Regions from separate parts of the Anas platyrhynchos genome. Here region 1 is linked to region 2. A link is a contact called in public Hi-C data. All regions are on one chromosome and are shown on one strand. The core of a region is the stretch at or near the end of the contact, and the rest is flanking DNA. Distances in the headings are between cores, read along the strand shown. Region 1 overlaps RPS6KA2 (ribosomal protein S6 kinase A2). Region 2 overlaps CEP43 (centrosomal protein 43).

Region 1 (2,952 bases), core at 426-2,925, 87 kb after region 2:
CTGCATACAATAGTATTAAAGCATCTGTTTTGGTTATTTTTTTTTCTCATTTTTTGGCTAATTTGAAGAATAAGTCTGAGGCAGCTCAAAGGCGGCAGTACTCTGGGACTCAGGTTTCTGTGCTCATGGGAGATACTGGCTTTAAAACCACTTTCATCATGTATTGCTGTGATGTAATAGTCTCACTGGACTGCACTTTCTTGTTTTGATCGGTAGATGGGACTTTTAAATCTGTGTTGTTTTAAGCAAATGTATTTATTTTAATATAAGGTTGATTAGAGGGATTCAGACATGTTCTTACTAAAACCAACGAGGATTTTATCATGTCAAACCTGGAAGCGTCCATAGACAAAGTGCCAATTGAACCAGTAAGCCTGTTGGGTACCTCCATCTGTGGTGTGGAAAGTGTTGCTTATCCAGTCCTATGTCTATTAATTCAGGTGATGCTCTTTGGGTGGCAGGGACAGGATATGATCTATGACCTGTATCTCTTAAAGTTGATTTAATGTATCACACTTTTGAAAAATGAGTGCCAAAATTATTTCAGAGAACACAATGTGCATCTCTTTATCAGGTGCTGCTCAGTAGCGTGCTGTGGTGTCTCTGCATTTGTGGGACGGTAGGTTCAGTACCAGCTAGGGGATGGCAGCATGAGCTTTAGCTACTAAGTGTATTGTCAGTGTCTGAAGAGCCTGACCCATGCTGTTTTGGCTGCATTGTTATATTGTGCTGGACTAGCTAGGCTGAATCAAGCAAATAAATGGCAGACGCATCTTCTGACTGCAGTGTGACCATATGCGGTCTGTTGCCATGGGGACAAAAATAATTCTGATTTGCAGACTTGTACTGGAAGCTCCTGTACGCTGAGATGGAATGGCCTGTGAGCAAGCAATTATGCAGCAGTTTGCTGTTGAAGGCTACAGCTGATAGATTCTGAATTTAATCTGTGCTAAGCACTAAGTTTTCACTGGATAAATCTTCAGCATATTCCTGGAGAGACAATGCTTAGGATTGCACTGATAATACAGCCCCAACAGTAATTGGGGCCAGCTTCAGTCAGACATGAAAAAGGGGGGTCACACCTTAGACGGATATGTGTTCTCAGAAGTTTTGGCTAAGTCAGCAAATGAGTAGAGATGAGACTGAGAATGGTGCCCTTCCAAGGGAAGAAACAGCAGAGGGCAATGTGATGAGTTAGCAAGCAGGCTTCCTGGCCTGCCTCTGTCCTTGTCCAAACAGGGGAAGGGGCATACAGGAGCCTGAGGGACAGCAGCCATCAATCTGTGCAAAAACAGGCTCTGCCAGCTCTGCTTCTTAGTGAACACCTCTGATTTTCTGTTCTTTCTGGGAATGTTGTTCCCCCCAAAATAGGTATCGAAAGTGTGCCAGCTTCTTTGTTTCCCTACAGAAACTGGACTGCACTGTTTTGTGGCCACACACTGACTTGGTTTTAAACCTTGCTTTCATCTAGTTATGAGACTAGAGCAGCTTTGAGGGAGAATGCACTTTATGGACAAAGCACGCTATTTCTCAGCACGTGTCTGTGAGAGCAAAGAGCAGATTTTATTCTTGTTAGTGCTATGCAAACATGAACCCCATTTGTCTGGGAGTGAAGCACTGTGCAGCACTTCCTAAATACCCATCTTTAGCATGTGCTTGGCTGGCTTCAGCCGTGCTATCCTGCAGGCAATGCTGACATCTAGTGCGGCTCAACTCAAGCTGCACTGTAGCTGCACAGCCCTTACAGTCGGCTTCCGAAGCTGCTCCTATCGAGTTCAGTTCCTTTAATTTTAATATGTCACAGTGCCTCTGGTGCTTGGGAATTTTTCAGTTCAGACACTGGGCAGCTCACGTGTGCCTCACTCCTCTTTCTGGCCTCTGGCAGAACTGTTGCTGTAGTGAGTGGTGTGTCCTCAGGAGCCTGATGTTTTGGGAAGTGTGGTCCCTTGCTGCTTGTGGTGACTTCCTTCTCTGGGTGGTGGGGTCACGGTGGTCAAGGACATATTTCCACGTCATGCTAGACGGGCAGCCATCCCTCTAGTGTCTTCTCGTGTTGGCACAGCCTTGGTAACATTATTGTCACGCTTTGGATATTGATATGATGCTTGTGCTGCTGAGAGTAATGCGGTTCTGTGCCTTTTGGTTAGTGCTTGCTGGGATGTCTTATGTCCTTGACATAGGGAAGCAGGTTCTGGGGAGCTGAAACAAACTACTGAAGCAGGGTGAAACTTCAGTATGACAAGTAAGTATTTCTGACCTTGAAGTTAAGCTATAGCATGGATTATAGCAGAGCAACCAAGTACATTTTGTATGAACAAGTTTTAAACTGCTTTGTGTGATATGCATCATGTATCCTTATACCCTGAGGAACTCCATGTGGTATAAGCGTGGGAGATAACACTGAGTGCTTCTTAGACAGTAAATAACATAGCTACAACACGCCATCATAATTCTCTGCACAGCCATATCCAAGCTAAGTGTAAAACACAAAATAAAAACAAACTCTCCCATCGAAAATCTACCAAATCCTGCTCCCTGGACCATAATCATCCCACTTCTGGATACAGTCTGAGCCCAGTCTAACTTGGGAGTGGTTTCTGCTCGTCTCAGGATGTTGGTCTAGGTGTCCTCTAGAGGTCTCTTCCAGCCTAAATTACTCTAAGGATCAGGATTTTAGCTTTATTATATTATTTCCCCTCCTGTTATGGCATTATAGATAAGGAAAGATCCATTCTGTGTTTCTTTCTCAATCCCAGTCTGCCATTTTAATGGAAGGTGCAGGAGAAGTGCTTGTTGTTTGCTAACAAAATAAACAGCACACCAACTCTAGGACTGTGCTGGAAGCAGTTGCAGGGATACAGCAGTGCTGCAGGCCATGGCAACTGGTGCAGTGGGAGGCTGGCACTGGGTAGCTTGGATACAGTGATCAGTTTAAATCTGTCAGGGTTTCAA
Region 2 (3,040 bases), core at 173-2,672:
TTACAATTAAAAGATTACGTCTAATAAAACTATTAATCCCAACAGCAATCAGTCCACAGAATGAAAACCCTCTGTTACGGCATGATGGATCTCATCACCGTCAGTTAAAGTTTACTTGGTTATTACACATTCCATTCATATATTCAAAGTGCCAAGTTCAAATAGTTCTTACAAATAAAGAAAGACTATTATTAAAAATGAGATTGATATTTTCACATTTAATATTACTGGAACTCTTATTCTGACTGCATTCCTATTAAGAATGAACAACATAATTTAAATTGTTCATTATACCTAGACGACCAAAATGCCATGTATTTTACCACTTAAATTTTCAACAACAGGTCAGAGACTGAGGGCGAGTGAAAATCTATTAGTCAGACTGTGACTCTACTACAGATGTAATTTGAAAATCGTTTTTTCTGTAGGAAGTTTCTCCACTAAGAAAATCCTCATTTTAATCAATAATAGTCTTTTTTTCTTGTATGGTTCTTTTTAGTAGGCACTAAAGAAAGATACCCACAGAGTTAATTTGCCCTGTGATATGAAAATGCTTGAACAATGAGAAACGGGTATTACCCAGATGTTCAGTCTTTTGTGCTTCTACCACCTGGCCACTGCATCAACAAATAACCTAAGAAACACTTCTACCATGACCTGCAAATATAATAATTTGCAGTAATTCCTATTTTATTTTAGTTCAATAACAATCTCTGGTTCAATATCTGAAGGACTGAATTCCTTTAATAGTTCATTTTAAAGATTAAGTTCAATTATTCGATTTTTAATATTACAAATTATCATTTAAACATGCTTAATGGCAATGTAACCACATGCTACAAAGGTTAGGTTTTGGTTAACAGCTACTTAACCATGTTATTGAATATGGAACAGTAAATGCACTCAAGATGCAGTTTTAATCCTGCTATTTCCAATAAGAAAAAGAAAAGAACTACCATCATAGGGTTATTTGTAACACACAGTATTATCCACAGAAAAAAATCACTGCTTTTTGAGAAAAAGCAATTCTGCTCTTTGTAGACATCTAATTACCCATGGCCAAAGGGAATGGCAGAAAGATGCAACAGGGGAGGGTCAGTCTGGGTGTTAGGAAAAGGGTCTGCCCCGAGAGTGTGGTCAGGCACTGGGACAAGCTCCCCATGGCAGTGGGCATGGCACGGAGCCTGCTAGAGTTCAGGAAGTGTTTTGGCAATGCTCAGACATCTGGTCTTATTTTTGGGTGGTCCTGTGTGGAGACGGGAGTTGGACTTTACAATCCTTGCGGGGCCCTTTCTGCTCAGGATATTCTATGATTCTAACTAAAAATGAATCAGTAATCTTTCTCAAACAGTCCATTCATCTTTTGAAAAGAAACCTAGCATGATTACTTTGTGATGTACCCAAACAATCCTGTTTCAAGGGTAAGTATTCACTGTGTCACAAATACGAAAAGGTTTATACTGTTCTGCCCACTATCATTGTAGCCTGGGAAAAAGTGAACTTGAGGAGGGCTACTGTGAAACAGACTTGCAAATGTTACTACAGCCTCTTCTGGTAGCCCCTACCATGCTAGGACAATCCTCCAATTGTTAGAAAAATTGTCCAATTACTAAAGCACATCAAAAGAACACCATAAAACAATCTTCTAGCACTTCTCAATATAGTTAAACTAAGCTCCAAAAGAATCACAACTCTGCAGTGATAATGAAAAGATAAACTATAGAGTTTTATAAAAAAAAAAAAAACAACAGTTGCACAGTTCAATCACTAGCTATTCTTTCAAATGGTATTTTTCAGTAATCAGACAGCCACAGTAGACCAATTAAAAATGCCCTTCATAAACATCTGCAAAATTGACATATGCAGGAAGAGTAACAATTTGCTGAAAACAGATCTGCACACAAAAGGTGCTGCAGTGTGAAGAGGAAATCCTCAGCTGTGAAAAAGCTTTCCTTATGCTTACTGTTTACACATTCACCAGATGTTTTGTACTCCTTGCGAACTTGTACAGATATCCAAAACACCATCCCTCTCATTGTTGATGTCTTTTAGTGCTGGTCACAACTGCAGCTCTGCTGCAGGAAGAAACACTGGTGTCTGTACCTCATGTGTTCATTCCACCGAAGTAATAGCCTGGGGACATTACACAGCTTAACTGATGCACATTAAATTGATAGAGGTTTTTCTCTCAGGTACATTCAAGAGATCACACTTGACACAGTGCATTTCAGAAAAAAAATACTTCAGAACAGATCTGAACACTTGCACTTACAAAGTATGAATAATCAAACATCAACTAGCTCTTGAAGGTCTGCAAGAATATTAAGCACAAGAAACCTAAATCAAGTAGAGAGTCCAAGTCACTTACCAGCCGTAAGTTCTTTCTGGTTTGGGCATAGGATCGTCAAAAAAAGAATCTCCCTCTACATCATCTTCATCCATACCTGGGTCACTTTTTTCTTTGGTATTTAAGTCTTTGTTTTGCAACTGAGGATCTAGTTTTGTTTCGTTAGGTAGGAAATGAATGCTTCTTTTGCTTGCTTCCCCTGATGAGACGCTTGTATCACTTTGAGTGCTTTCGGCAACCTTGAAAGATAAAGAAAACAGACTTCACTGAAAGGAAAAGTAATTTCTCTTGAAGAAAACCCATACAAACTTATTTCTTAAAATATTGTAAGCAGTTGCATAATATATACCAACCGACATTGGTTATTTCAATTTTATTAGTACTCCTCTGCAATCAGATATCATACAACAGAAAAAAGCTTTTCTTTTTTTTTTTTTTACCATTGCTGCCTTTAAAAAAAATTTGTTCCACCCTCTGCATAGCTTTTCTATCTAGATGAGCTCTATTATAAGAGCAACTTATTTTGAAAGATGTCACTCATCAGAAAAGGCAATCTACGCACATGCTGCTTCTAAAGTTCCAGCTTTGAATACTTTTTGTTTTTTTTTTTTTTTAAAGTGTGAAAGTTAAGTGAAACTTTCTTAATGTTATTTTGCAACTTCTTTATAAAAAATGCTATTGAATTAAAGCTAT

Evidence for each region. Hi-C and Micro-C count contacts between places; a contact is called where the count stands out from the background.
Region 1: a contact with region 2 is called in a Hi-C map of subcutaneous adipose tissue, with 3 times the contacts expected there. The contact joins two enhancer-like sites. A contact is called at or near these places in 3 of 8 Hi-C or Micro-C datasets (liver, skeletal muscle and subcutaneous adipose tissue).

Annotation. Positions count from the first base shown.
Region 1 is chr3:47,332,041-47,334,992 of IASCAAS_PekinDuck_T2T, forward strand. The region is part of intron 2 of RPS6KA2 (ribosomal protein S6 kinase A2); the gene reads left to right. Among named protein-coding and RNA genes, the nearest start is that of RPS6KA2, 26 kb to the left of the region's middle. Within about 2 kb of position 1,676, at least 3 of the 8 cell types and tissues checked have an H3K27ac peak or open chromatin away from gene starts, as enhancers often do.
Region 2 is chr3:47,245,184-47,248,223 of IASCAAS_PekinDuck_T2T, forward strand. CEP43 (centrosomal protein 43) reads right to left here. Exons shown (of 12, transcript XM_027454250.3): 7 at 2,369-2,586. Among named protein-coding and RNA genes, the nearest start is that of CEP43, 14 kb to the right of the region's middle. Within about 2 kb of position 1,423, at least 3 of the 8 cell types and tissues checked have an H3K27ac peak or open chromatin away from gene starts, as enhancers often do.